2 separate regions of the Capsicum annuum genome follow, and region 1 is linked to region 2. Evidence: chromatin contacts called from public Hi-C data. All regions are on one chromosome and are shown on one strand. The core of a region is the stretch at or near the end of the contact, and the rest is flanking DNA. Distances in the headings are between cores, read along the strand shown.

Region 1 (3,481 bases), core at 732-3,231, 190 kb before region 2:
AGAAAAATGTAATTCATGAGGTCCATCAATACAAAAATGGATGAAAGCTCAACCTGGATTAAACTGAGGCATGTTGCTGAGAATCCCTGAGAAAGCGAGATTTTCTACCATCCGCTTAGATGATCCCAAGCGAGTATTCTTACGGAAAAGGCAAGTGGTGAGGTTATTGCACCAACCTCCTCCCTGAAAATAAAATTTTAAAATTGAATCTCGATATAAATACATCTTGTTCATTCAACATCTCATAGAGATACTTCAAAAGGTTTCTCCAAAAAAACATCTTCAAATATTCTTCATATTTGTACCCAAGGCAATATGGCAGGTGAATTCTTTTTCTATTTATGACGGGGAATCTGCAGCTGCTACCACAGGTAAACCCCTAGCTCGCAAATCACAGGGGAGAGGTAAACCGTCCCATAAATCACATATGAGGGATAAACGCGCTATGGCTGGTGAATTTTGTTTAGATCATAAAGTCTCATAATCAAATATTAGATGTTCCTTTGTATTATTCATGCATCATTTTCTCCTTTTATTATTTGTAAATCACTAGGGCAAAATCTCTACTTATTTTCCACAATATTGAAAGGAAAAAACCAAATAATATGTATTGGGATATAAATATGATCCAAAATATGCAACAATAATAAACTTTTGCCCTTCTTTCGCACATAAGTCTATCGATCAACAAGATCGATAGACTAGATTTATTTAACTCAGCAGTCAAGATTGAGAAATTGTACAGATTCAATTCGACAATTCAATTTTTCATTGGTAACTACTCTAGTCATAGAAATTATGTATAGAGAAACAAACCTCCATTTGGATTAACCAACTGTTAACTCCTGTACCATGTCCTTTGTCGTGATGATATGCTGGTGGACTCCCATCCAGACATACTGCAAACACATCAATAATATCAAAATCAACACATTTCCACATTCATAAATTTATCTCCCGTTTGACCAGAGATTTTGAAGTTAAAATTTAAAAAGTTGAGTTCTTGAAGTCGTGATTTTTTGAAATTTGAAGTTGTGCTAGGACATGCATTTTACATGTGAATGGAAGTCCCAAAAACTGTTCTGAGCCAGTTTTGGGCATGAAAATATTTAAAGATTGGATTTTTAAAAATTTGTCGTACAAACAGATATTTGAAAATAAATTTTCAAAATCAACGAGCAAACGTGTAGCTTAATTTGAAACCAAAAGGAAACTAAATACTTACCTGCTCCTTTTGCCACTCCACTTAGAACATAAGTAATATTTACAAAGAGCCCTTCACTTCTAAATATAATCAACAAAGTAACTAATGAATATATCCATTGTTGCACAGTCCCATTTACCATTCTGCACATCATTTTATTTCCAAAAGAATAAAAGAAAAAGAAAAACATTATCAATACACAAAATTCCAAGAACATAAAAAAGACACAACTAAACAGAGCAAAACTGACCAATCACAAACAACTACTTTAAAACTATAAACACATCCCAATTACAAAAAAGATCACATTTTTATACAAAACAAAAATGCATTTTCCCATATTTAGCATAAAAATTACTCTATTTAGAGAAACCCCAGATAGAAAAAGGAACACCAATGCTACTAATAACCCTTTTTATCAGAACAAAATAAAATTCAAGATTAGTAAAGACCTCAAAAGTACCTGAAAATGGCAATAAAGAGATTGAGATAATCTCAAAATGGGATTATTTGGACTGAAATTTTACACTGAACCAAGTTCAGTTATCTTGTTTTGGAGCTAAAATAAGCTCCAAACAGCAAATGTAGGTGTAAAGTAAAAGCATATAATAGTAAAAAAGAATCCAAGAAAATGTATGATACGAATTCTCGGTAGTTTTTTTTGTTTTGTTTGTAAGAAAAGAATGCTTTGTTTATAGAAATGATTTTTGTAAATGCTGAACCCAAGAAATAAAGAAGCAGCCGACACTTATTCGCATTGAAATTCAAAAAGTGATTTTTATAAAAGAAATAATTTCATTTGTTTGGCTATTTACTGTTTTGTTTTCTATGGTTTGCTTGGGTGGTTGTTTTCTATTGGCTGCTGGAGTTGCTGGTAAGATTGGATATGACCCGACCGATCCGACCCAAATGATATTAAATTATGAATTAAATGATATTTGTATTAGAATCAAATTAATTTGAATTTGCACCCATAGAATGCATTCTGGAAAAGAGTTCTCTACTCAAAAAAGAAAAACACATCCTCAACTTAAAATCAATACCTCTGATTAATAAAGAAATAGTTTCGTCCGTTGCACCACGTCGTTTGATGGTAAGTGTTGATTTTCTTACTTTGTTTTTAGATAAAGATATTTCTAAAGCAATTTTGTTTTCACTCAAGCATTTTAACCTAAAAATATCTTACACTGAAACAGCTCTTTTGATGTTACTCATGTATAGAATTGTATAGAATTCGTTGAGATGTGTAATTGAAAATTTCAAATAAGTTGAAGGGAATCAATACATCTTCTTTCCTATCTTTTTGTTGCACTCTTTAACACTTCTAAAACATGCATAAAGGATCTCAATTATTTTGGCTTAGACGTAAGCTCTCAAATTCTTTAGTTATCTTGTTTATAGCATTCTACAAATTTGGCTTCTATCCAAGATTGAAAACCAAAAGAGTTACATTAAGTTAGTTGGGAATGTTGGACACTTGTTTATATTTCTATGGTGTGGTGTGTTAATCTTTTGCCGTGCAGCACCCTTTCATGTGAATATAACATGTGCTGTGATAAAGTTTTGGCTAATTCTCTCATAATCAACTATTTTTGAATTGAGATAAGTTTAAAATTCATTTCTTTACGGGATATTGAAGCGGAATCTATCACAGTTTTCTGGTTTCTAATATTCGGTGCATAGTCTTACATCATTTATTAAATTGGATAATTATATTCTCCTCTCACGAGCCATTGCTTTTGAGATTAAATTAGTCGCAAGATGCATTTCTACTAATTAAAAGGCGCAGAGTATTACATTGGGAGATTCTCCCCTTATAATATACTATGCAAAGTTTCATTTCTTTATAAAATTAAAGATACTTTTCAAACAAATGCATATGAGTAAATCTTTTTAGACAATTTCTAATTTTATTTTCTATAACGAAATATAAATGTGTATACATTATTTGAATAACTAATTCAGCCGTATTATTGGGGTTAAGAAAATGGGATTGTATACTTTTATTATGTCTATTACATACTTAAGTCAAATGTTCATATATCCCACGTGTTTTACACTTGTACCTTGTCCCACTTGATGTACTCTCTCTCTCCCTCTCAAGAAAAAGAGTAGGTAAAAACTCTTATTTTTGCCATTTCAACCCTACTTTTGTGTATTTGTACCTTAAAGTTGAGTTATCAGGGAAAAATTGGCAAAAACTATTTTCTTAAAACTATTTTGTTAGAGGGACACTAAATTTCTTTTTGAATTATTTTTTAAGATTAGGATGTAAAA
Region 2 (3,455 bases), core at 393-2,892:
TATATCTATATCTATATATATATATATATATATATATATATATATATATATATATATATATATAATGTTAACTTTTGTTAATTCTTTTGAGTCTCTTTATTTGAGGTAATAAATTTTCTCATCAGGTAGACAAATCACTTAAAAATAAATTTCTTACTTACTATATTAAACCGGTCTCCTATTTTTAACGTATATAAGACACAACATAAAAAATCCTTTAACATTATGATTCATTAAAATGTTCATCCAGTAGGTCCCTATTTTTATTTGTTAAACACCCATAAAATGAATTTAAAATTACTTAAATTAATTTATGTATGAATTAGTATCCTTTATTGCTTCATATGATTCTACATAAAATGTTAATAAATAGATATCTATAATTTTAATCTATTTTCTTGTATAATTTTTAAATAAAGTAGAAAAAGAAAAACATTACAATTAATTATTTAATCTAAGAAAATGTGTTTGACCTCATGTTCAAATAAGTATTAGAGTATATGATATTTATTTGTTAATTATGAAACCTTAAATAAATTATAAGATATTATTTGATTTCGCAAAATTAAAAAGTTATATATTATTATATAGTGTGATTTCTACTTACATTTCCTATTATGTTTTATTAAAAAATATTAATATATATTTTTTAAAAACTAATTAAATAGCTATAAATATATTTAAAATTATAATATTGGGTCCGTCCCTTCATTATCTAGTAGTAGGGTTGCTTATTGGTTGGATAATTATGCTTATTGGTTTGACTTATTGGCTATCGGTTTTTAAATATACTAATTCGCTAGCCACCCAATAGGATAATGGTTAGTTCGGTATCGGATTAGCAATTAACGGACGGTTATCGGATGATGTAACAGATAAATTTAAGAGAGAATAAAATATTGAGTGATTATTGGTAGTTCCTCAGTTTCTTCATCGACTAAATTGTTTGTACACTATGATTGATATATTTATCAATCTTTTAGGATTCTTGAGTTTTGTTCATGTAGTTATTTAATAGGTTAAAACGTCGAATCAAATGAGTTTTTTCTTCTAGACCTAAAATGTATGTAGAACATTTTTAATTATTTGATTGACAGAAAAAAATTAAAACTTTAATATTATTTGAATTTTTATGTTTTATATCAAACTTTGTGAAGGACACATTTGGGTTATTTCATTGTTATTGCGGTCCTTTGTGTTGTCAAGAATTATTTATTTTTGGTTTAAGAATTAATTTCAGATTTTCTATACATTTTAGGAAGTCTGACTGCACTTTATGATTAAATGTCACAAGAAGTGACATATTATTTTCTAAACTAAGAAGCGAATAGAATAATAAATGAAGTTTTATATGTTGGATTGACAAAAGATACTTATATATCTAAGGGTAAAAATATAATTATGATAATTCTTAATGGGTTAACGATTTACCGATAAGAAAATTGAGTAATCCATCTCCACACCAATAAGCCATTAATTATAAAATTTTAATCCATTCTTCAACCATTAATCTGATAACCCATTACCAGTTAACAAATAAACTAATTTTACAGTTAGATTAACGGTTACGGTTCGATTTTGAACAGCCCTATCTAGTAGAGTCTTAATTTGTTGTGTCCCGTAACTGTTTCGAAGCAGAGTGTATTATTGGGCTATCGAAAAAGCCCAAGACAATATTCAAAACCAAACTTCCAAAGCCTGAAAATGGATACCCATTAACAGCTCCTAAAAAGAAAGTGTTTAAGCTGGAAAAGCTTTTGAGCAATGTTGAAAAACTCATTGTTGTTACTTCCTCGTTTTTCTTTAACTTGTCCATCCCACAGGTACATACATATACTCCTTAATCACTCTGCATATCTCTTGCTTGTTAAATTGAAATTTAAGATAATTATACCCCCAAAATGATTGAATACATTATTGCCTATCACCTGTTTGATTATTTGCCCCTAATGTGTTGGCATTTTGAAATTCTGCTCTCCCGTCCAAAAAAATAGAGATTAATTCATATAGAGAGTTCTGAACAATTCTGAGTTGCTCTATCGGGAAATGTAGTTGCTGAGGAAGTTCAGATGTAAATTGATTCGTCAGATGATATTATTCATTGTATACAGATTAGCAATGTGCTAGGAAGATAAAAGAGGAAAAGTACATAAGTTATGGTAGACTAACAATTCAACAACAACCACAACATATATGCCCAGAAAGTGGAGTCTGGGGAGGGTTGAGTGTTGATCAGTCAAGAACTCTCATATTCAAAATCTGGAAGTGACAGAGATGAGGATGTTGCGATGGATGTGTGGGTATACTAGGATATATAGGATTAAAAATGAGGATATCCAATGATAAGGTGACAAGATGCGGGAAGCGAGTTTGAGATGGTTCGGGCATGTGATGAGGAGATGATAAATTGCTTCTACTAATAGGGATGAAGTGCTCATTTTATTTGCTGAGGAGGAAAATGAAAAAAATTAGAAAAGGAAAGCAATAATCATATACAACAACAACGTACCTATTGTAATCCCACAAGTGAGGTTTGGGGAGCGTGATGCCGGATGCGTATGCAAACCTTACACCTACCTTGTGAAGGTAGAAAGCCTGTTTCTGATACACTCTCAACTCAAGTAAGACATAAAGAAAAATTATATATTTTCCTTTAGTTCTTTCAATTATTTCACATCCATGAGAAGAAAGTATCGGTGTTGGTTTAGGACTATATATTCATTTGTAGGTCAATTTAGGTGCAGCTCATTTAACCCATCGGTCCCATCCAAAGGGTAGCTCAAATCGACATATAAGCGAACTTTGTAAAAAGCTAGAATCTTATTGTTAAATTTATTATGTATATAGGCAGGATATTAATCATCTGTATAAAAGGTACATCTAAAATATTTTTTCGTTTGGTTTTCTATGTGCATTTCTGTTTTCTCTACCTTTACTCACACACTTCTTTTCTCTATAAAGATCAAAGGAACTTATCTGGTTGTGATGTTTGTAGCCCAAATTTACCCATAGAATACCTTGTTAAAATTTTTTATTTGTTTGGTTTATTAAGTATATTTCTCATACTTTCACACAGTTGTCTATCTATAAAGAAGAGAAAAACTTTTTTGTTTGGTGATGGTGATTAAGCAAACTAATAGAAAACAATTGAAAAGATGGGCTTGGGTTGGGGGATTGGATTTGATGCATATTCAATCCAAATTGACACGGTATATTTTGGCACTAGTAAACTTTGAGGGTGGGGGTTTCGGGTATGACCCATCTATTGGTCCATTTTGACACACCTAAATTTAGCCCTACCCACCCATTGGTACCATAAGAGAAAGAAAAAAAATGGTAGGACGAGTTCTAAAAAAACCAAAGCAGGTTCATATTGTTACGGAGCACGAACTCATAATTCTTATAGCATTTCTCGGAAGTATTTGACAATTTTAAATCCCTTGAACTTGGCTTTG

Evidence for each region. A called contact is a pair of places that touch in the nucleus more often than the background predicts.
Region 1: a Hi-C map of leaf shows a contact between it and region 2, with 3 times the contacts expected there. The contact joins the promoter of LOC107871151 here to the promoter of LOC107871165 in region 2. A contact is called at or near these places in 3 of 5 Hi-C or Micro-C datasets (bud, leaf and placenta).

Annotation. Positions count from the first base shown.
Region 1 is chr1:231,492,362-231,495,842 of UCD10Xv1.1, reverse strand. It overlaps LOC107871151 (pectin acetylesterase 8), which reads right to left and starts at 1,981. Exons shown (of 13, transcript XM_016717969.2): 1 at 1,668-1,981; 2 at 1,226-1,347; 3 at 817-899; 4 at 54-183. The coding sequence starts at 1,346.
Region 2 is chr1:231,301,840-231,305,294 of UCD10Xv1.1, reverse strand. LOC107871165 (carbon catabolite repressor protein 4 homolog 4) reads left to right here and starts at 1,642. Exons shown (of 10, transcript XM_016717990.2): 1 at 1,642-1,823. The coding sequence starts at 1,765.